7 separate regions of the Mus musculus genome follow, and all the other regions are linked to region 1. A link is a contact called in public ChIA-PET and HiChIP or PLAC-seq data. All regions are on one chromosome and are shown on one strand. Each heading gives the region's core, a stretch centred on a gene start, on an enhancer-like site or on the middle of the called end of the contact. The rest is flanking DNA. Distances are from core to core; before and after follow the strand shown.

Region 1 (2,991 bases), core at 492-2,991:
TCGCCACAATGCTAGATACACAGCGCTTCTTACTGGAGAACCGTCCAGAACCAGCCTGGGCATCCACAAGCACCTGGGTGGAACCAGGGGCAGCAGGACCCCAGTTTCTGCAGGACAGTCAAGACTCATAATACTTCATTTAAAACATTTTTTTTTCTTCCTATGCTGCCTAGCCTGCCCTCCTTGCGCAGGTGCTGACTGAGACCTCAGGGCTCCTGGGCACTCACCAAAGCCAGTCCCTGGCTGAATAGCTTCCTCTGTTGGAGGGAGTTCTGGGGTGGGAAATGGACCACCACACACACACACACACACACGTTCCAAAAGAACACCTCAGGACTGCTGACAGGGATCGGTGGGGGAGGGGAGAAGAAATCCATATCTGGAAATTGTCCCCAGGAAACCAGGACCAGGGGGAAAGTTCTGGAATTAAGGGTGAGAGCCCAGGAGGGAAAAGGAAACAGAGGAACCTGGTGTAATTTAGGGTGGGGAAGCTCTATCATTCATTCAACAAACACCTACTCTCAGACAACCTCGTGACAGGTACCAACCTCCCTACTACAACGCAATCACAAAAGGACAAGGAGGAGAGAGACCTATTATTGAGTACTGACTCCTATGATTTACAGTTATGTCTCAAGACCTAAGGCAAAAGTCTTCTTCATCATAAAAGTCACACCAAGAGGAGGAGGATGGTAGGTGCAAACACTGGACCAAATTCCTGCCCTGGTAAACTGTACTCACATGGTGGCCAATACCCATCTCTCCATCAACTCCACAGCAGCCCAGTCCTGAAAATAATGCAGTATCCACCAAGCGCTCCCACGGCTACCCAGCCCCCGTGGCCTCTTGCAAACACTGTGCCTCAGCAGCCCGCTGCGTGCAATGGGCAGCTTCCTGGAGAGGCATGGCTAGCAAAGCAAAGGGTCCCAAAGGACCAACCCTGCCAAAAGGCAAGTGCCAAGAAGGCAGGCGCTCTCTGTCCTGGCGCGGGGTAACCAATGGCTTATCCATGCCGCAGGACAGGACGATGAGCCCAGAACAGCCGCTGACTACAGAGATCTGAGCTAGTAGGGTCCACCTGAGGGTTGCTAAAATGATTTCCCGGACGTCAATCCTTAAACCTTCAAAAACCAACACAAGGCTAAAGAAGGGCAAATCAAATCCACAACTGCGCACTGCGGGGGGGAAACTTACCTCCAGGTGAAAGAGCGGCTGGGAGATGGAAAGACAACCCACGGATGATGGAGACCAGGTCGAGAGTCTTCTAAATCCAGTTGATAAGCACCAAGTAATCCACGTTAGGGGAACCCCAACCCTTTACCCCACTGTCCATCCAGCGCCCAAAGCCAAAGTGCGGCCACCACGCCGCGGCCCCGCGTGGGTAGCGCGGAGATTACGCGCTTCGCCTCCCAGGCGGCTGCCGCGCTATCTCCAGGAGCGGACCGGCGCCAAGAGCAGCGGGCGGAGGCCACCGAGGGCTCTGACCCGTGCATCCCGCCTCCTCGTACAGCTCTGCGCCTTTCTTCTATGAGCATCGCCAACGCAAACACACAATCCGCGCTAGGAGAAACCCCTATGGCGAATCCAGACTATCCTAATAGAAGCCTCGGGTTTGTAGTCGGGCAAGGATCCTGTGGTACAGGGAGGACGCTCGCCAGGCAGCAAAGCCCTGGAGGCGCAGAACCACAGCGTACAGCCCGAAACAGAAGAAGTGAACACTTTCTGCGCCACCACTGAGCTCTGCGAGCCGTTGGGCCATTCCAGCCTTTTTTATAGAGACGGGTTTGCGGGTGGGCACGGCCAGAGGGCGGAGTAAAGTGGTCGATTGGCCGAATGGTATCCTGGGAGTTGTAGTTTTGTCTTCTTACTCCTTCCGCTCATGGAGAATATTGGCAAAGGGTAGACTCACCACAGCTACCTCCCTTCGCAAACTTTGTAACGAAGAGATTCCATTCTGTTCTGGAATTTATCTCTTCTTCTAGAAGTTATCTCGTTGCCTTAGTTTCTTTTCCGTTGCTGTGATAAAATACTGTCAAAAGCAACTGACACTAAACAGCCACTTAATTTTTGACAAAGGAGACAAAGTCATACATTGGATTGCATATTTTCACCTTGTAAATAAATCAACTCAAGGCTGCATGAAAACAAAAAGCTGTGGAAAGCAAAGGAACCTGTAGAGTTAAGTGACAGCCCACAGAAGGGGGAAATCTGTGCCAGCTACAAGGGGTTACTATCTAGAATTTGCAAAGAAACGCAGACATTAAATACCAAAGAGGTAAAACTGCCAATCAAGAAACGGGCAGCTGAACTGAATTGACAGAGAGAGAGAGAGAGAGAGAGAGAGAGAGAGAGAGAGAGAGAGAGGAAAGCCAAGAGGAAAGGGAACTCAGATGGATAATAAAGGAAATGCAAAATAAAACTCTGATGAGATCTGTCCCACCCCAGTGAGAATTACTGTTGTCGACAAGTCTGTCAGGACACATTGGAGAAGCTGGGCAGAGGGAGTAGCCCTTACTCACTGTTGGTGGGAGGGGGAGTTAATTCAGCCAGTGTTCAGGTAGATCAGTTGGGAGATTTCTCGAAAAGTTGAAAATAGAGCTGCCCATATGACCCAAAATTTTACTCCTGGGTATATACCCAGAGAAGTCCATATCCTACCATAGAGTTTTTTGCACACACACACACATACACATACACACACACACATACACATACACACACACACATACACACACACATACACACACACACACACACACACACACACACACATACACACACACACACACACACACACACACACACACACACACACACGGTGTTTATTGATGCTTTATTTGCTACAGCAAAAAACCCAGCCTCAATCAAGATGTCAATCAGCAGATAAATGGATAATGAGAATCTGGTATGTATACAAAATGAAATACTATTCAGCTCTTAGGGAAAACTGAAATTTCAAAATTTTTGCAGGAAAATGGATGGGCTTAGAGT
Region 2 (2,823 bases), core at 225-2,724, 340 kb after region 1:
GGAACAAGAACTCCCTGGGAGGAAACATGGATTTTCTTCATCTCACTTGGGGAAGTGTATACAGGTGTGTACGATTGTCACACACCATTGCCACACTGGAGCGTCCTCTGAGAGGCAGATGTGTACAGAGATCTGGCCTCCACTCCCTAACCTCCCCAAATCCTTAGCCTGGTGTGTGTCACCATCAGTCCCTGGACCTGAAGCCACTCACACCCACCAGTCTGTAAGCGTCGAGAGGTCACCCCAACATGCTCAGTGACACGCCTCTGGGTTCTTCATCCCTTTCCTGGCAGGAAGTCCCCAGCCACCTGACATAATGTCACAGCACATGGACAACAGCTAGCTGGAGGGGGGTCGGAAGCGAGGCGCTGCAGAGAAAAGCACCTGCACAGACACTGTGGTTCTGTCACCAAGGGCCTGGAGGGTGACGGTCCGGATGCACTCAGGGTCTGTGCGCTCAAATCTCTCTCAAGGATACAGTCAGCCTCAGAAAATCTAAAGGCTTTTCTGCATTCAAGTGGCCTCTGAGCTGCTTGATTTGAGTCTGTGGCTGCAGAGGAAAGGAAAAGGCTGGCAGCAGAAAAATTCCAGTCTAGAACAATGTCTTTGGTGACTCACAAAGAAACAACTTTGACGTTTCCTGTGCGTTCGTGCGTGTGTGTATGTGTGTGTGTCTGTATATGGGTATACATATGCCACACCCCACTTATAGAAGTGAAAGGACATTCCAAAGTGTTAAGTCTTCACTTTCTTCCTCATTTAACACAGGGCTTCTTTACAGTTCACTGCTGAGTGTGACAGGTGAGCGGCCCACATGCTCTTGGGGAGTCTCCTGTCTCCATGTCTCCTTCATCATAAAAGTACTGGTATTACACGTGTGTGCTAGCATGGCAGGCTTTATGTGTTTCTGGGGATGTGAACTGGTCTTCATGGTTGGGTGGCAAAGGCCTCACTCACTCAGCCATCTCCCCTGCCCAGTTGTCAACGCCGTGGGGCTTCACTTCCAGTCAAGTAGTGCGGCCCTTGCCAAAGGCTGGGGCGGACTGGGCTTGAACTGACGTGTGTATTGCTAAATACAGTTTCTCAAGGGAAACGGATGGCCCAGGAGTTTCTTGTTTGTGTTTGGTCTTGGTGGGTGGGATCACTTTTAAAATGGAAGTGATAGAAACCGTCCATGTTTGAAGGATAAAATGTGACTTTTTACAGTGGTTCTCAACCTTCCTGATGCTGTGACCCTTTAATATAGTTCCTCATGTTCTGGTGACCCCAACCATAAAGTTATTTTTGTGACTACTTCATGACTGTAATCTTGCCATTCTCATAAATTGTGATATAAACATCTGATACACAAGATAAACAACACATGACCCCTGTGAAAGACCCATTCAAACCCCAGAGAGGTGGAGACCCACGGGGTTGAGGACTGCCATTTCTGAGTAGGTTTAAACTCAAGACCTTGTGATCACAGTAGCACATATACTTGCCACCGCCAGAGTCACATGGCCTACTGATTGTCACTCCCTGTCTTCTCATGCCACAGTCAGTGACTCATTGTCCTTCTGTCAACTCGCTTGCCGTTTGTGGTATTTTAAGTGGATGAAATCATAATGTTTGCTTTCTTCTTTATATTTATGTGTTTAGTTTACGTGTATATGTGTGGTCCGGCACCACCTAAGTGTAGGTGGCTGCTGAGGCCAGAGAGAGCATCTGATCCCCTGGAACTAGTTACCGATGCTTGTGAGCCACCATGTGAGTGCTGGGAACTGAATCCAGGTCCCCTGGAAGATCAGCTGGTGCTCCTAACCACTGAGCCTTCATTCTAGCTCAGATCCATTTTCTTCTACATTTGTCTCCCTTCGTTGTTATTGAGAGATCCAATCACTCTATATGCTCAAGTACCTTATTGTTTTTATTTATGCATGGCTTTACATGGCTAGGCCTCAATTTGTGCTTCTACTCAGTTGCAATAAGACCTTTAGGCTGATTTTAATAGAGGGCAATACAAATAAAGTCGCAATTAATATTCCTATTCAGTTTCTTAAAAGAAATAGCTGTATTGGACCTGGGGGTGCTATAAGTTATATCCATTTGTAAATCTTTGGAAGGAAGTGTGCACTGTTCCTACGGAAGGAAGCCAACTCATGAGAACATGGTGTACACCTATGCTTGGCATATGGGTTCTAGAGTCCACCCTGAAATGGTCCCTGTGCAATAGGCTTGAGTCACCACTGTAATCCCCAAGTGCCTGGCAAGGTCTGGGCCCAGAGCTGAGAGCCAAGCTCTCATGAAATACTTGAATACCAGCAAGACTAGAGCCAAAGGGGCCTTCCAGCACCTAACCAACTGCCATAGATCATCACTGATGAAATTCCAGGAAATACGTTTCTTAAAGCAAACACCGTCACCCAGGACATATCTGGGCTTCAAACATCCAGTCTGATGTAACACTGACTCCCACTGCACTGTGGAAGCAGAGCTGAAAAGCAATTGGCCCCTCAGCCTGGTCTCGTTTTAAATCTAAGCTCTAAGTACAATTCAACTGCTTACAAGCAGGTCCCATGTGCAATGCCCACCTGAACTGGAGCTCCCAGGAGCTTTGGCCTTAGCGACTCCCTAAGGGAGATCACAACGTCAAATGATACTTAGTGGTGTGAGTTAACATGTTCGTGTGTGTGTGTGTGAGTGTGTGTGTGTGTGTGTGTGTGTGTGTGTGTGTGTAGGCCAGAGGTCAACACGGGGTGACTTCCTCATTTGTTCCCCACATTGTTTGCTTGAGACAAGGTCTCTCACTGAACATCATTTCCACCAGTTTGGCTGCTCAGT
Region 3 (2,792 bases), core at 159-2,658, 360 kb after region 1:
CATTTGCCAGCCAGCAAAATCAAACCAAAGGGAGTTGTGCGTCTCCATGGCGGCCAGAGAGATAGGAAAACACTCTTCTAAGTTCACTGCATAACTGAGTTCCTGAGAACTCAGAGCCCTGGCCACCCACCACTTATCACAGTGTGAGCCCAGCACGCCTCTTCTTCCACTCACTGTTTGAAAACTCTGGCTACTCTCTAAGGGTGGTGGAAAGCCAGATGTCTGGTCCCTCTTGAGAGCTACTTAGATGATTTTTTTTTTAATGTAGCCTGGAACTTACTGTGTAGCAGAGAGTGGCTTTGAACTCCTGATCCTCCTGCCTTCCACCTCCCAAAGCCGGAATTGCCAGAGTGTGCTACAATAGCTGGTTTTTGTGGTACTGGGGAATCAAACTCAGAGCTTTGTACATGGTAAGCAAGCACTCTACCATAGGGGCTCCATCTCCAGCCGTTGGAGCTACGTAAAAGCACAGGGCGCAGGCGACATCACACACTTGTGGGATTCCCCAAATCTGCACCTTATTTAACTCCATGGGGGAGTTAAATCTTGCCAGGCAGTCTGCTTCAGACTTTCTCCAGAGCTGGATATTGACATCATAAACTGGACCAGTGACCAGGACAGGGGACCATTCTCCACCCATCCTATAACTTGAGAGAAGCCAACAGCGGGCTGACAGCACAGAGCAGCCAGCTCCCATGACTCCAGTAAATTTCCTTCTGTCCTTTTCTGTCTCTTTCCCTGTCTTTTAAATGTTGCCTCCGCACTTCAAAACGCTGGTTTAGTTAAAGCGAGGCACTGCGTGGGCTTAAGGGAGCTGGCACAGAACTCGTGGACCGGACTTTACCAGAGACGCCCATGAGACAGATTCAGGATCTGGACCACTAGCATGAACATGAAAAAGTTCTCCAGGAGGCAGGCATGCTGCCGGCTCTCCAGCCTCCCCCAGACCTGCCACAGGTGGAGGTGGGAGGGGCCTCCGAATGGCTGCCACTGATACCACAGGTCCCTTGTCCCCTATACACACCACCATGAAACAATGAATGAAGAGACCCTTGGCTGTGCACTCAGGAGCTTCGCATCACTGTCTCCAGCTCATCCTAGGGTGGAGCAGAGGGGTCCCAAACACCCTCCTCCCCCTGCCACCTGTCACAGCCCCTGCTGCTCTTCCAGGACTTGCACCTTAGGGCACCCCTTTGCAAGCTCCAGGCCGCTGCACACTCTCGAGACTGCCCGGCACCCCGGGCCTGAAGGAGAGAAAAGGCGACTCACTAGGGTGCCCTCTCCAGCCCCCTCTCCACTTCCATCAGCCCCCGATGCCACTCGCTCGCCCGGCTCCACTCTCGCGGTCACTTCCTGCTTCACTCCAGCACACGTGGCCCTCCACCGCCGGGCCCCGCCCCTTCGCAACCGGCGAATCCTGCCTGGAGAATAAAGTCTCAGGTTCACAGGCTTCCGTGCTCGCAGGAACAGAGGCGGGCGGGCAAAAGCAGCACTCTCCCCTTCCCCCAAGTCCACAAATGCAAAGGCGAAGGCCTAGGGCAGTGCACACACCCCAGGAAATCTTGGGGAGGCTACAGACACCCAAAGAAGGGGCACTTTGGATCAGTTCTGACGTACTTAATGTTGTCTACATCTTTTGTCATATGTCCTAAACATGACAACATAGGTCCTAACTGAGCTACGGAGCCAGTGTCAAGATGGGCAACATTCTGAAGGTCAATGGCTTTATTCTCAAGGTCAATACCTTCCATTAGAAGGATGCCCAGGCTCTGCATTCTACTTGAGCTTGCAATCTTTCACTTGCTGACTACAGCCTGTCAATGTCAATATTGAGGACCCACTGAGGGCCACATATGCGAAGCATCACCCCAGGTCATAGGCTTTCCGCTCCAGGGCTTCTATGAAAACACCTTGACTAGATTTAGCTGCAATAAAATGAAGGCCAGATATCTGGTTCAATTTGAATGTCAGGAAAACAACAAATAGTTTCTTATTATAAGTATGCCCTGTGCCCTGTAAGGGATGCACACATGCAAATGTCATGACTGTTTTTTGAAATGTAAAGTTAAATGAGTGGTCAGTGTTGCATTTGGCAGCCCAAGCATAAAGTACTCAGGACAGGAGAACAGCCTGCAGTTGGAGTATACAAAGAAGACAGTAAGAGCAGGCATCTATTACCCTCTTAGAGAGCGGTGTGCCTTCCTAGTGAGGACCACTCTGTATTCGCAGCGATGAAGGAAGAACTCTCTTAGGGTGGTTGTCCAGCTCTCAGCGAATGCCCAATCAGCTCCCACCAGGTTTTATTAACTTATATACACGCTAGGCTTAAGCATTTCACATACATTGACATCCTTCAATCTCAGGTCCTGGACCCAGGTAACCCTTTGAGCAACTTAAAAAGAGGCTGCAGACTGCAAGTCTGGCCACATAGGCAGCTAGGAGATTTACACAGCAAAGACATTGCACGCTGCCAGAACGATTTTGAGTGCAGCCGGTGCTGTTCTCTTTCTGAATAGTTGTTACCCAGGGTCATCTTGTCCACCTGGTGGAATGATGGTTTTCTAGACAGCAGCACAAAGGATTTCATGGCAGACCTGGATTTAACAATGGTTGTGACCCTGCACTCCCATCCACCCCAGCCCCAACTGCCCTTTAGGGGTATGTCTTCCATATGGGAAAAACCTAATGGCTGGTTGTTAAGTCAGGGTCGTCTCCCTTGTCGTGGGAATCAAAGTCTAACGATTGAGCGATCCTGGAGAGTAAATACTCACATCCTAGCATTCCTAAGCTTC
Region 4 (2,881 bases), core at 282-2,781, 380 kb before region 1:
AGAAGTCAGGGGGAACATCCTTACAAAGCTAGCCCTGTACCATCAAATACCTTTTTTTCTAGTTATATATATATATATATATATATATATCAGGCTTTCTCTGTGTAACAGATCTGGCTGTCCTGAAACTCACCTTATAGACCAGGCTGGCTTCAAACTCAGAGCTTCCCCTGCCTCTGCCTTGCAAGTGCTGGGTTTAAAGGTGTGCGCCACCACACCCAGCTCTCACAAAGATAATTTTCTTTCGATGATTTATTTTGATTTTTAAAATTATGTGTGTGTGGGTGGTGGTGGGGGTGCCCCACGTGTGTGCAGGTGTCCCTGGATGCTGCCAGAGAGAATCAGGATACCTGGACCTGGAGTTGGCAGTTGTTTAAAGCCCTATCTGATGTAGGCGCTGAGGTCCAAACTCTTCCAGAAGAGGAGCAAGTATTTTTTGAAACGGAGCCATCTCGCTAATCTCCAACAATTAAATTTTAAAACCACCACCACTACCATTCAATTTGTATTATTTGTAGCACATAGTATGTTTTTCTTCTTATTTTTTATTGCATTTATTTATTTAGTGTATGTGTGTGTGTGTCTGTCTGTGTCTCTGTATGTGTTGTGTCTGTGTCTCCGTCTGTGTCTGTGTCACAGGACATGTGCAGCCTAGGTGTCAGCCAAGCCTTTCCAAAGAGTGTTTCCCAAACCTTAGAGACTTGAGTCAGAGACAGCCCATCTGTACACACAACCTCCACCCACCTCCAGCTTCCCCAATAAACAAAGGCACACTGAGTCAGCTCCTGGCACGGGGTTCCTAATCTGAAGGCCGTGCCTCTTGCCCCTCTCTCTGTGCAGCTCACAAGAGCCATCCAGCCAACTACTATGGCTTTAAAATTCAGCATCCTAGTGTTCATAGGCAGTGTCCTTTATTCTTATGACACAGACCCAAAACCTTAGGAAGGACACAGAGTGGACTAGGAGAACCTGTTCTTTTCAAACAGTTACATGGTACTAATTTGTCTTGAGAAGACAGGCCAGGAATCCACAGGGTATCTTTGCATATCCTGGATCACCCAATTAAAACCATCTGTGACCCGTTCTGCCTCATCTTTCCCTACGGGCTTAACAAGAAACTAGCAGGGAGGAGGAACGGGGAGCACTCCTGTGGCTCCTGTCTGTGCCTGGCACTGTGTTGAGGGGTACCTTCCGAAGTAGATTCTCTTTGACCCTCACGAGATGGCATGGGATGATTTTCTCATTGCTCTGAGAAAGTTATCTTACAAAAGCAACTTCAGAAAGGTTTCTTTGGGCTCAGGTTTGAGGGAGACAACCTGTGACGGTGAGGAAGGCGAGATGGCAGGATCTTAGGGTGGCAGGATCTTAGATGGCAGGATCTTCTGGTCCCAGTGTGTAGTTTCTCTTTTTCATTGTGTCCAGGATTTCAGCCCATGGTGCTGCCCATATTTAGATTGGGATTTCCCACCCGAATTTACCCAGTCTAGAGACTCCATCATGGTCATGGTCATGGTCATGGTCATGGTCATGACAACAGGCTGTTTCCTAGGTGATTCTAAACATTCTGTCAGTGTTATTGTTATCAGTGTTAACACAGGAGCCCTACAGTCTAGAGGGCATTATCCCCATTTTTCAGTGGAGGAGGTAATGAAGGCTATGGAAGATGACTCCTCTGGGGCCCACAGTGAGGTATGTAGGATTTTGGTCATAACCTATCCCCAATTCCCAGTCTTCCTTACAATTGTGCTGTGCTGTTACAGAGTCCTGGAACAAGGGCCGAAGTGACATTGCAGCTGGACCACTGAAACAGCTTGCAAACTCCGGTTCATGTGACTCGAGGCCAAGGACTCCAAGATGGAGTGATGAGGAGAAGGAGAGAGCCAGATCTTAGCCTTGCCATTTGGAAGAGGGCTTTGCTAGTCATCCTTTTGGATCCTGCAATTCATCGTCCTGAGTGGATTTGTTGCAAAAGCAAGATCAGGACCAATCTGACATCTACAATGGCATCGTCTCCTACAGGGTCCATGATCTGCCAGTAGGGGATTCTCTGAAGCAATTAGGACAGATGCATTGTACAAGCTTACAGGCATAACACGGCCATCAGGCAAGGACAGCACCTTCAAATGGATACAGGAGAGTAACATATGGATGGAGAAGACACACTGTGAGCTCTCGCAGGCAACTTTTTCACTGTGTCTCTTCCTTCAGGCAACAGAGCCCTGGAACAAAACAGAATCTGGAAAATAGACATTGCATCGAATCTCATGTAGCTTCCAATTGTGCTTAAGCTTGTCTAAGGTGGAGGTTCGGGGAGGAGGAACTGTAAAATAATGTTTGGAACATTCTTCCTAAGATCCATAGCTCCACTTTGACTTCTTCAACATTAAGAGGGATAAAGTCCTGGTTGCTTCTGCTGTGTTCCCAAGGCTCATGAAAGCCAGACACTAGACTCCTGTTGGATCTAAAAGGAAACTCCTAAATAAGTCCACAATGTTACTGGGAAAATGTCTTGAAGGGCCAGTGTTTCTGATTTCTCAGGTACCAGCCATTATCTCAAGATCATCTTTTATTAAGAAATTGTCTCCCCCCACAAAAATAAAAAATTGTCCCCCCCAAAAAGTAGGCGGGGAAATGGATTAGCATGCTGGAAAAAGGCTAGAGGCTGGGAGTAAAAAGCGACAAAGGTTTGGCATAGAGGATTTTGCATCTTATTCCGAAGTTCACATTATATAGCATCTTCCATGGTATGTGACTGCTGATAAATATTCATTGGAAGAAGGAATAACCTAATGTGATGCAAATCACATGCAAAGCAATATGTAAATCAATCCATTCTATGAAGTCAATAGGTGAGGTACCATGCATATTAAAAGTACAGAGG
Region 5 (2,811 bases), core at 178-2,677, 380 kb after region 1:
GTATTCAGAGAACTTTCTTCACCAAGGGACAGTCAAAACGCCCAACCGGGTGGCAAGTGCATCAAGTGCTTACTTCCAAAGCACGACGACCTGAGTCTGAATCACAAGAGGCCACATGAAGCCAGGCATCCTGGCCACATCTGCCGTCCCAGCATTCCTGTGGCAAGATGGCAGGCAGAGGAACTACAATCCAGGAGGATAACCTGAAGCCCTCGAGGGCCAGCTAATCTGAGGTACACAACTGTAAGCAATCAATCAAGAGAGCCTGTCTCAGACAAGGTGCAAGATTGAGGTTGACACCTAAGTTGTCCCCGACAATCCCCTCCGTGATAGGTAGAGACTGGAAGATCCCTGGCTCCAAGCTAGCCTCATTAATGAGCTTCAGGACAAGGAGATGTCCTGAAAGAAGATGGACAGTCCTCCTGGGAATAACAGCCAAAGTTATCCTCCGGCCTCCCCATGTGTACACACACACACACACCTACACACACATAACCACACAGCCCTCCCCCGGGTGACCAACCATCCAGATCTTCCCAGGGCCATTGAGTCAGTGCCCAGGCTGCTGGGTCGCAACAGTGAAGGAAAACTGAACACACAGCTACAGAGCTTCAAGAAGGGCTTCCCCGTTTTAGCCCTGAAAGGAACAATGCCAGTCCTAACCACGGGGCCTCAGGGGTCAGGTTTATGCCTTGCCTCTCAACCTGTGATGCTCACACACCCAGCATAGACGGGGGTCTATTAAAGATGCAGAGTGCCAGGCTTCTGAGTGGATGACCCTGGGCCCAAACCTCAGCCAGCTCCCCAGGACATGCACGAAGGATACCGAACCACTACATGGGAGTTGTCCCTCACTCTATCTATGGCTCCAGGCATGCACTATTTCTTCTTGTGTTTACACCAAGGGGAACCTTCCAAATTCAGTGCTGGGTGAAAGACAGCATTTTGTATACAATTAGGGCCTTGCCCTGTAAGAGGCTGCACCAGACACCAACCAAATCCTTGGTCCATTTTCTTGTCTCTGTGTTTCAGGAAAGGGTGGGGCAACCGGATCATCTGGACCTCAGAGGCTGCTTTGTTTGGCTACAGCTTCCCAAACACAGCGCAGAGGAGTACCCAAGCCAGACAGGGCACACACAATAGCCTGCTTAGCAGAAACTCGGATGTAACAGCTAAGGCAGTCTCCCATGGGACCAGAGAGGGCCCCAGTTAAGGACCACAAGTCCGGACAAAGGAGAGAGGTGCTTACAGGAGTGAGTGTGAGCCTCCTGCCAGCTAACGGGTTCATTAGAGTCTTGAAAAAGAGGCCAGGTTGAACCCTGCAGGCTCCTGAAGAGAATCAGCTGGGTGACCAAAGGCTATCCCATGTCTAAGAGGAAGCCTTCTGTTGGTGACAGTAATGAAGACAAGCAGCCTCCAGCTGCTGGGAGCTCGTGCCATCTGCCCCTCCACCCACAACTGCTCTCTATTATTTAACCCACAGAAGGCAATAAGAAGCCTTTTGCCTTTCATTCCCGGACCATTCTGAGTCACATCAGCCGCTTTCTGATGGCGTTGTCTAAAAGGGGGTGGGGAAGTGATTGTTGTTGATAGCCACAGTGATCCATCTGCATCCTCCCCAGCTATCTAACAGAAGGCAGCTGAGAAGCCATCCCAGGCTGGGGCACTCACAGCTCTGCCCCCACTGCAGAGGAGTGCTGTTTACTATTTGTGTCACAGCGTGATGTTTGGGGACTGCCAAAAGCCCCCCATAACTGCCTCCAGACCAGCGGGGGCAGGGGCCTTACCCACCCTTACTGCTTGGGAGGAAGGCAAGCCTGTATATATTTTGCCAATTATAAAATGTGTTCTTGTGGGGCATGGTGGCGCACGCCTTTAATCCCAGCACTCGAGAGGCAGAGGCAGGAGGATTTCTGAGTTCGAGGCCAGCCTGGTCTACAAAGTAAGTTCCAGGACAGCCAGGGCTATACAGAAACCCTGTCTCAAAAAACAAAAACAAAACAAAACAAAACAAAAAATGTGTTCTTGACCTCCTCCCAGCACAATTTAGCATCTTGGAAAAGCTGGATTGGGGGACTGTAGCTTACCCAGCATGCACTAGGCCCTAGGTTTCATCCTCTGTATAGTATGAACTGGGTGTGGCAGTACACACCTGTAATCCCCCGCCTCCTGAGGGAAGGAGTTTAAACTTGTCCATGGATACAGAATAAGTTTGAGTCCTGCCTGGAATACATGTGACCTTGTCTCAAACACACACATACACTCACACACCAAAAACCTGTGCACACCACAGCACATGACAGAGGACAACTTGGTGGTAGAAGTTGGTGCTCTCCATCCATTTTGTAAACCCAGGGAATCGAACTCAGGTTGTCAGGTTTAACAGCAAGCCCCTTTATTCGCCAAGCCATCTCACCACCCCTGCACACACATTTTCTTTTGAGATGGAGTTCCAAAGTACCAATGTACCCAGGCTAATTTTAAACTCTCCTCATGACCCCAACTGGCCAGGAACACATGACTCCCCTACCTCAGTTTCCAGATACACACCACCAAGCCTGACTTGAATGTATGTCTTAAACCTACCAGTCTGGATTAGCATCAGTAGGGCCCCAGGCAAATACTGTGAAAAAAATAAAAATAAAAAGCTACCTTGAGTTTGAGCGATTTGAAAAAGGTAAAGTATCATACTCAAATGACAAGGATATCAAATAATCCCTCTTCCGGTTTATCCCATTATCCCATTATTTTTCTGTGTATGTAAGGATCCTATTCCTATGTTTGCATATATAAATTATATATATAATTTCC
Region 6 (2,969 bases), core at 322-2,821, 510 kb after region 1:
CACTGGAAGGGAGGGCTATGTCTAAGCAAGGCTTGTTTCCATGCGTGACAAGGACATCCTCTTTGAATGCCCCCTGGCCTGCCTGCATGACTCTGTCTGTCTGTCTGTCTCTCTGTCTCACACACACACACACACACACACACACACTCCTGGCTGGCCATTCCTTGGGCTCTGGCTTTCCTCAGTAGCAGCTTTCTCTTTGAGCTGTGGCTCACTCACTCTGTAATGGACCTCGAAGGTTCTGGTTTCCCGGGGCCTGGATGGCCAGTGAGCTCCTCTTCTTCTCATGCAATCATCCCGAAAGGGCTCCAGGTCCTCTCTGCCCCACCCCCAGCCTCCTGACTTATAGGAACCGAATATTAAGGCTCTCCACGGCAGGCCCCTTAAGACTCTCTTCACCTGAGTCCATAGCCGGGCTTCAGGGTGAATTAGAAACACTACTGTTAGGGGTTAGGTATGTAGACCACTGTATGTTGCTATTGGAGGAACCTCAAAGTGACCTCCAATCCAGAAAAGAAGACCAGTAGCCAGGGTGGGGTTCAAATCAGAGACTTCTGTCATAAACTAGCTAAGGTATGTCGTCGCACAGGTGAGCAGCCTTGAGCAGATAATAATATGACCGTAGTTAGGAATTGAGAGTGTGAGCCTTGTGTGGTGACCCTCAGCATAATAAAACACAACTTCTGTGGTACCAACTACACATGGCTGGCTACCTTCTTGCTCATGACAGAGGCTGGATCCTATCTAGTCCAGGAGCCAAGCTCACACTACGTCCTAGTCCCCAGCTGAACCCAGCATGGTCCCCACAGCCGTTCCTGTCCCGGCCCAGCCCAGGCCTGACTCACTCACCTTTCACACAGAGCCCTTTAGCGAAGAAGTTGCACACAGCTGAACTGGACTCTGGAGGAGAAAGAAACCGGAGGAGAAGGTGGCGTTCCCAGAGCTGGAGCCTTGCGGCAAGTCCCACCTAAGCCTCCGGGCTTGGAGCTGCGTGGGCCCCGACTACTCTCTCTGGCTGGGCTTTGGAGTTTTGTTGTTTACCTGTTCCTTTGCCCGTCTGTTTATGCAACTGTCTCGCCCTGTAGTTCAGGTTGGACAGAACCGCCACAATCCTCCCGCCTGCCTCTCAGCCCCTTGGCGGCCCCAGTCCACCATCAAAACCAGTTCTCATTTGTCTCCGTCTGTGGAGGCTGAGTCAACGGGGTACCCTCTTCCGAAACCCTTCCCCCACCGCCCAGAACCAGTCTCTAAATTCCACTTAAACTCAGCCCACCTCTGAGGCAGGAGGTGGAAGGTTTCGGGGGCACCCAGGGAGCTCTGGCAGCTCGGAAGTCTGCCTTTCTATCCCGGGCAGTGAATACCCAGAAGCTGTGTGGGAGAGACGCACAGCACCTCCAGGACCTGAGCAGGGGACACAGGCATCGCCACTCACTGTCCATGCCCTGGAAAGGCAGTAGCCCAGTGCCCTTCTGCGATTCCACATCCAGCTCAAAGGCGAACGTGAACCCTTGCAGCCCGGCAATGACCTCCTCCATCTTCCGTCTCCCGCCGGAAAAGCAGAAAGAGCCAAGATGCCAGAACCCCCGCAGGTGGCTCCTATATAGCCCATCCGCACCTAATCCTAATTAACGGGGCCAGGCCCTATCTGATGCTGGCCCCTCTTTCTCACCCTCTCAGGTCACCTCTTCCTTCAAGGGGCCAGGTGACTGCACGTGACTTTCTGGCTGAGTGTACCCCCAGAGGCTCCTCGGCTGCCTCAGCCCTCCCACCCACCCATGCAGGTGCAGGCCTTCCAGGGCCCCACACCCCCACACTGTTCACACAACCCCCATCCTCAGCTGGGGAAGGGATTGGCAAAGACTCACACCTGCTTATCTCTGCCGATCACAGAACAGAGCCGTTGCCAAACCAGTGTCCCATTGTATGTGTGGGGATATAACTACCCATTGATGCGAACCTACTGCATACAGCGATGCCCAGGTGTTGGGTGGAGTGGGATGGGGGTAGTCAGAGGGTGTGTGGGACAGAGGAAAGGTTCCTCCACTAGGTCCCAGCCACTCTCCCTCCCACCAGGCCCTCTGAGCCTCTTTTCTAGACGGAATGACAAACCCCAAGCGTGCTCTTCCTGGAAGGGGGGTGGGGGGGGACAAAAGGAATGCAGGCCAGAAGCATCGGAAACAGTTCCATGAAGGGCCCTTTGTTTACCCCGCAGGCAATCACAATGGTAAGCTCCGAAGGAGGTGGAACCGACCCAAGGCTGGGGGTGACCTCCCAGCGAGGAATCCACTGGGCCACCCCAGAGCCTCCCTTACCCGGAGAAAATGCTTTGTAAATGAAATATCCATGCAAATGTTGTTTTATTATTATTAGGCCAACCCTGCCCTGAAGGGCTGAGGACCTCAGAATCGGCTTTCTTAGGAGCATTTTTAAAGCTCTAATTAAACCAGGCTATTTCCTTCCCCCTCCTGGGTCCTGAAGTGGCCTGGCCTCTCCAGGAGCCACTGTTACCAGGACATGTGGGCTTTTTAGGCCCTAGGAACTAGAACTAGAGACATCTCCTCCCCGGGACCCAGCGGGGAGAGGTAAGCTTGGCGCTGCAGGCCTGTGGCTGAGCCGACAGGATCCAGCCTGCCAGCTTTGTTTCCTGCGGCTGTTATGCCTAGATCTGTTGTTCTTTTGAACTCCAGATCTGAAAAGACAGCAGCTGGAGAGATAGATCCGCGCTGGGAATGGCCTTGGAGCTGGGTGGGGCTGGAGTAAGAGTAGCCTGGGATCACCCTGTACCCGGGACTGTAGGCAGAATGGCTGTCTAGGGCTGGAGATCAAGGGTCCCTGGGGAAGAGGCTCTTGCATCTCTTGACCCTATCCTTAGGTATTGATTAGGTCCTTGGTCTGTCACCTTGGGATTATTTGAGAGTCCCATGGGTCTGCTAGAGAAGGCAGAGGGGGCAACCAAGGTGCGGAAAGCT
Region 7 (2,788 bases), core at 31-2,530, 270 kb after region 1:
AATCGTGACGACCCCTTAACCCTCAGACCCTTCAGCTGCTCCATCTCAGATGCCGGTGGCTGTATGGCTTCCTACCCAAGTGTTAGGGAGCAGGGGGATGGATGGATGATGGGAAGATCCCACCCCAAGTGCACTCAGGAACTGCCCTTTGAGGGCCAGAAAGATGGCTTAGGAGGTGCAAGCCTGAAGACTTGAGTGTGACCCCTAGATCCCACAGTAGAGAACAGACTCCTGAATCTTCCTCCATGCAGTTCCCTTTGCATGTGCAGCCCTGTGCGCTCACGCTCTCTCTCTCTCTTTCTCTCTCTGTCTCTCTCTCTCTCTCTGTATGTCTATCTCTCTGTCTCTCTCAATATATCTCTCTCAGTCACACAAAACCAAGTAAACATTTTTTTAATTAAACTGAGCCCCGCCCCCAGACGTTATTTTTCTTATTTTCCATGTGTGCCTGCATGTATCTACGTTTGTGTGACACCTGAATGCTGGCTCCCACAGAGGTCAGAAGAGGGCACACGCTCTCCTGGAACCGGAGTTATGGATAACTGTGAGCCACTATGTGCTGCTGGGAACTGAACCTAGGTCCTCTGCAAGAGCATCAAGTGTTCTTAAGCACAGAACCATCTCTACCACCAAGAGGATAGATGGAACAGCGCCAGGGTATCTTAGCTGTGTCCATGCCTACCCACCACCCTCAACCACCCACACGCTCGGTCACACGTTGACCCCTCAGAAGCCTGAGGCCTTAAATCTACTAGAGCAGCACACTGACCACAGCTCAGATATGCCTGTCACTGTAAGAACAGGGGTGGGGTAGAGGGGGTGTGAATGTGATGCAGATACATGAAGAATGAAACACTGCCTAGGGTTAGATGAGATCAGCCACATACAGAGAATGGCGAGCACCACAGGCTCTCTTCTGGCTTAAGGTGGCTCTTGACATGAGATGACAGCACTGCTGTTCTGGGGAATCCCTGTCTTGCTGCACATCTGGTGTCCAGGTGAGATGGTGACAGGGTTCTGTACACAGATGCCCTTGGTAAACACAGCCTCAGCCTGTGCAGCAGGTAACATGTCTTTCTCGTGCTGTGGTAACTACCTTGATGTGGCAGGCTTCTCTTCCAGGACTCACTAACTCTAACCTCCAGTGATTTTCCATTCACACTCCCTCCTTGAAACCCGGCAGCCCCACAAGATGGGCAAAGGGGCATACATCTCTCTGGGACACACACGTGACTGGTGCCAGCTGTTCCTGACTTTCTGCCTCAGTCCTGCGTGTGCCTAGCTGAGTGAGTCACCTTCCTTCCTGCCGCCACAAGGGCTTTGGACAGCTCAGTCTTGCTGCATCACCTAACAGCTTCCAAATGGCAACGCGAAATATACACAGCTCCTTCCCAAACTGCGAAAAGAAATGCTCTGCTTCCTTCTCACCCACCTGCGGCCTCCTGCCCTGCCCTTCCTCCCCCCTTTCTACCCACGGCCCTTAACCCAGCTCTGTACAGGAAGCCAAGAGTGGGCTGCTGGGGGTGGGAGGCCACACCCCTCTAAGGCTCCAGAATTGAGGATCTCCATGCTTGTGCAGTGGAATTACAATTATTACCGTTGTTATTATTACTTTTACCATGCGTGGTTTGAGGCCAGTGTCTGGCCCACAATACACAAGACGGAAGCCACCCACTCCTCAAAGAGGCAGCTGCTGAGAGGAATGGCACTTTTTTTTTCAGAAGGAATAAAGAGGAAGTAGAAAGAAGAGGAAGGAGAGATGAGATGAAAAGAAGGTGGGTCAGAGAGGCAGACAGGGGGCAGGAGAGTGATTCTGCATGTGCCTCGCATGAACACAAAAGGCCTCAGGATGCAGAATGCACACACGGAGAACTAAACGCTGACTTTCTGTTCATTGTGGCTTGCTGTCCCCAGGTGAGGAAGAAAGAGCGCAGAACCACCCACAAACTCACACCCAAATTAAGTCAATATGGCTAGAGGGCCAGCTCCATAGATAAAGGGCTTGCTACATAAGCCTGATGACCTGGGTTCGGATCTCAGCACCCACGTGTGGGTGCAGCAGTGTGCACATCTGAGATCCCTGCACTCCTACAGGAAGATGGGATGCAGAGGCCAGACCCTCCCCACACTCCTAGGACCGCTAGCCAGGTCCACACAGTGCTGAATGGTAAGATGCTGTCTAAAGCAAGAGAGATGGGTAAGGTCAGACTCCCATGGAAGGTGCATGCATGCACGGGCACCCACACGTACCAGGCACACCAGAGAGCATTATGGGAGGGCCATATTACCCTCAGGCAGTAGCATCCCAGGGCTCCTGCTGGCATTCCCAGCATTCTTTGCTGCTGGCTTTCCCAGCACTCCCAGCGTTTTTCACCTTTCGGGTGTTGTTTTACCCACGGGTAGAAGATAAAATGGCAAACTAACTGCAAAGCACAGCGACATGAATGGCAGTGCGTACCAGACCCCCAAGTTCCCTGCTGTCCTCCTAACTCACTGTAGACCGACGTCAGGCACATCTGCCTCGGGTCCCAACGGTGCCCTTTGCTGTGTTCCATGTCACCTGTACTCTTTGCTTCCCTGCTGGGGTATCTCAAAGCTACCAACAACCAGATCTAGGGAGAAACAGGCTGGCCAGGCTCTGATGTTAGCTGTCCATGGGACTTGCCCGTTTCAAGTTCGCATACACCAGCCTTCATGCTCAGGAGGTTCAGAGTGGGGACTCCTTAACTTCTCCTGGGTATTGGACTCTGTGGGCTTTCCAGCCCCCTAGAGCAAAGATTCTTTAGTG

What was found. ChIA-PET counts read pairs in DNA pulled down with a chosen protein or histone mark. HiChIP or PLAC-seq counts read pairs in DNA pulled down with a chosen protein or histone mark.
Region 2: a contact with region 1 is called in a FOXA1 HiChIP or PLAC-seq map of pancreatic cancer cells. The contact joins the enhancer-like site here to the promoter of 2610035D17Rik in region 1. A contact is called at or near these places in 1 of 484 Hi-C or Micro-C datasets (pancreatic cancer cells) and 7 of 115 datasets of contacts at active chromatin or transcription factors (embryonic stem cells, forebrain, neural tube and 3 more).
Region 3: an H3K27ac HiChIP or PLAC-seq map of embryonic stem cells shows a contact between it and region 1, with 7 read pairs. The contact joins the promoter of Slc39a11 here to the promoter of 2610035D17Rik in region 1. A contact is called at or near these places in 1 of 484 Hi-C or Micro-C datasets (embryonic stem cells), 10 of 115 datasets of contacts at active chromatin or transcription factors (astrocytes, embryonic basal ganglia, embryonic forebrain and 5 more) and 1 of 9 other capture datasets (embryonic stem cells).
Region 4: a contact with region 1 is called in an H3K4me3 HiChIP or PLAC-seq map of neural tube, with 3 times the contacts expected there. The contact joins the promoter of 1700012H19Rik here to the promoter of 2610035D17Rik in region 1. A contact is called at or near these places in 2 of 115 datasets of contacts at active chromatin or transcription factors (embryonic stem cells and neural tube).
Region 5: a contact with region 1 is called in an H3K4me3 HiChIP or PLAC-seq map of embryonic forebrain, with 5 times the contacts expected there. The contact joins the enhancer-like site here to the promoter of 2610035D17Rik in region 1. A contact is called at or near these places in 1 of 15 datasets of contacts at CTCF or cohesin (the NIH/3T3 cell line) and 11 of 115 datasets of contacts at active chromatin or transcription factors (astrocytes, embryonic basal ganglia, embryonic forebrain and 5 more).
Region 6: an H3K4me3 HiChIP or PLAC-seq map of embryonic forebrain shows a contact between it and region 1, with 4 times the contacts expected there. The contact joins the promoter of Cpsf4l here to the promoter of 2610035D17Rik in region 1. A contact is called at or near these places in 1 of 39 promoter capture datasets (embryonic stem cells), 5 of 484 Hi-C or Micro-C datasets (the G1E-ER4 cell line, the P5424 cell line, cortical neurons and 2 more), 7 of 115 datasets of contacts at active chromatin or transcription factors (embryonic basal ganglia, embryonic forebrain, embryonic hindbrain and 4 more) and 1 of 9 other capture datasets (embryonic stem cells).
Region 7: an RNA polymerase II ChIA-PET map of memory CD8 T cells shows a contact between it and region 1, with 6 read pairs. The contact joins the enhancer-like site here to the promoter of 2610035D17Rik in region 1. A contact is called at or near these places in 1 of 15 datasets of contacts at CTCF or cohesin (the NIH/3T3 cell line), 9 of 115 datasets of contacts at active chromatin or transcription factors (embryonic stem cells, forebrain, memory CD8 T cells and 2 more) and 1 of 9 other capture datasets (embryonic stem cells).

What each region holds. Positions count from the first base shown.
Region 1 is chr11:113,200,097-113,203,087 of GRCm38.p6, forward strand. 2610035D17Rik (RIKEN cDNA 2610035D17 gene) reads right to left here and starts at 1,742. Exons shown (of 3, transcript NR_015556.2): 1 at 1,195-1,742.
Region 2 is chr11:113,536,362-113,539,184 of GRCm38.p6, forward strand. All of the region lies in intron 3 of Slc39a11 (solute carrier family 39 (metal ion transporter), member 11), which reads right to left. Among named protein-coding and RNA genes, the nearest start is that of Slc39a11, 28 kb to the right of the region's middle. Within about 2 kb of position 1,475, at least 79 of the 459 cell types and tissues checked have an H3K27ac peak or open chromatin away from gene starts, as enhancers often do. A contact at or near this core is called in pancreatic cancer cells and thymic regulatory T cells, where this site is marked.
Region 3 is chr11:113,564,407-113,567,198 of GRCm38.p6, forward strand. Slc39a11 (solute carrier family 39 (metal ion transporter), member 11) reads right to left here and starts at 1,409. Exons shown (of 10, transcript NM_027216.5): 1 at 1,270-1,409.
Region 4 is chr11:112,823,597-112,826,477 of GRCm38.p6, forward strand. It overlaps 1700012H19Rik (RIKEN cDNA 1700012H19 gene), which reads right to left and starts at 1,532. Exons shown (of 2, transcript NR_130164.1): 1 at 1,317-1,532.
Region 5 is chr11:113,582,879-113,585,689 of GRCm38.p6, forward strand. It overlaps a transcript of Slc39a11 not described here. Among named protein-coding and RNA genes, the nearest start is that of Slc39a11, 18 kb to the left of the region's middle. Within about 2 kb of position 1,428, at least 22 of the 459 cell types and tissues checked have an H3K27ac peak or open chromatin away from gene starts, as enhancers often do. A contact at or near this core is called in embryonic forebrain, where this site is marked.
Region 6 is chr11:113,707,955-113,710,923 of GRCm38.p6, forward strand. Cpsf4l (cleavage and polyadenylation specific factor 4-like) reads right to left here and starts at 1,572. Exons shown (of 8, transcript NM_026682.2): 1 at 1,433-1,572; 2 at 850-900. The coding sequence starts at 1,535.
Region 7 is chr11:113,468,846-113,471,633 of GRCm38.p6, forward strand. All of the region lies in intron 4 of Slc39a11 (solute carrier family 39 (metal ion transporter), member 11), which reads right to left. Among named protein-coding and RNA genes, the nearest start is that of Gm51928, 11 kb to the left of the region's middle. Within about 2 kb of position 1,281, at least 89 of the 459 cell types and tissues checked have an H3K27ac peak or open chromatin away from gene starts, as enhancers often do. A contact at or near this core is called in the NIH/3T3 cell line, memory CD8 T cells and pancreatic cancer cells, where this site is marked.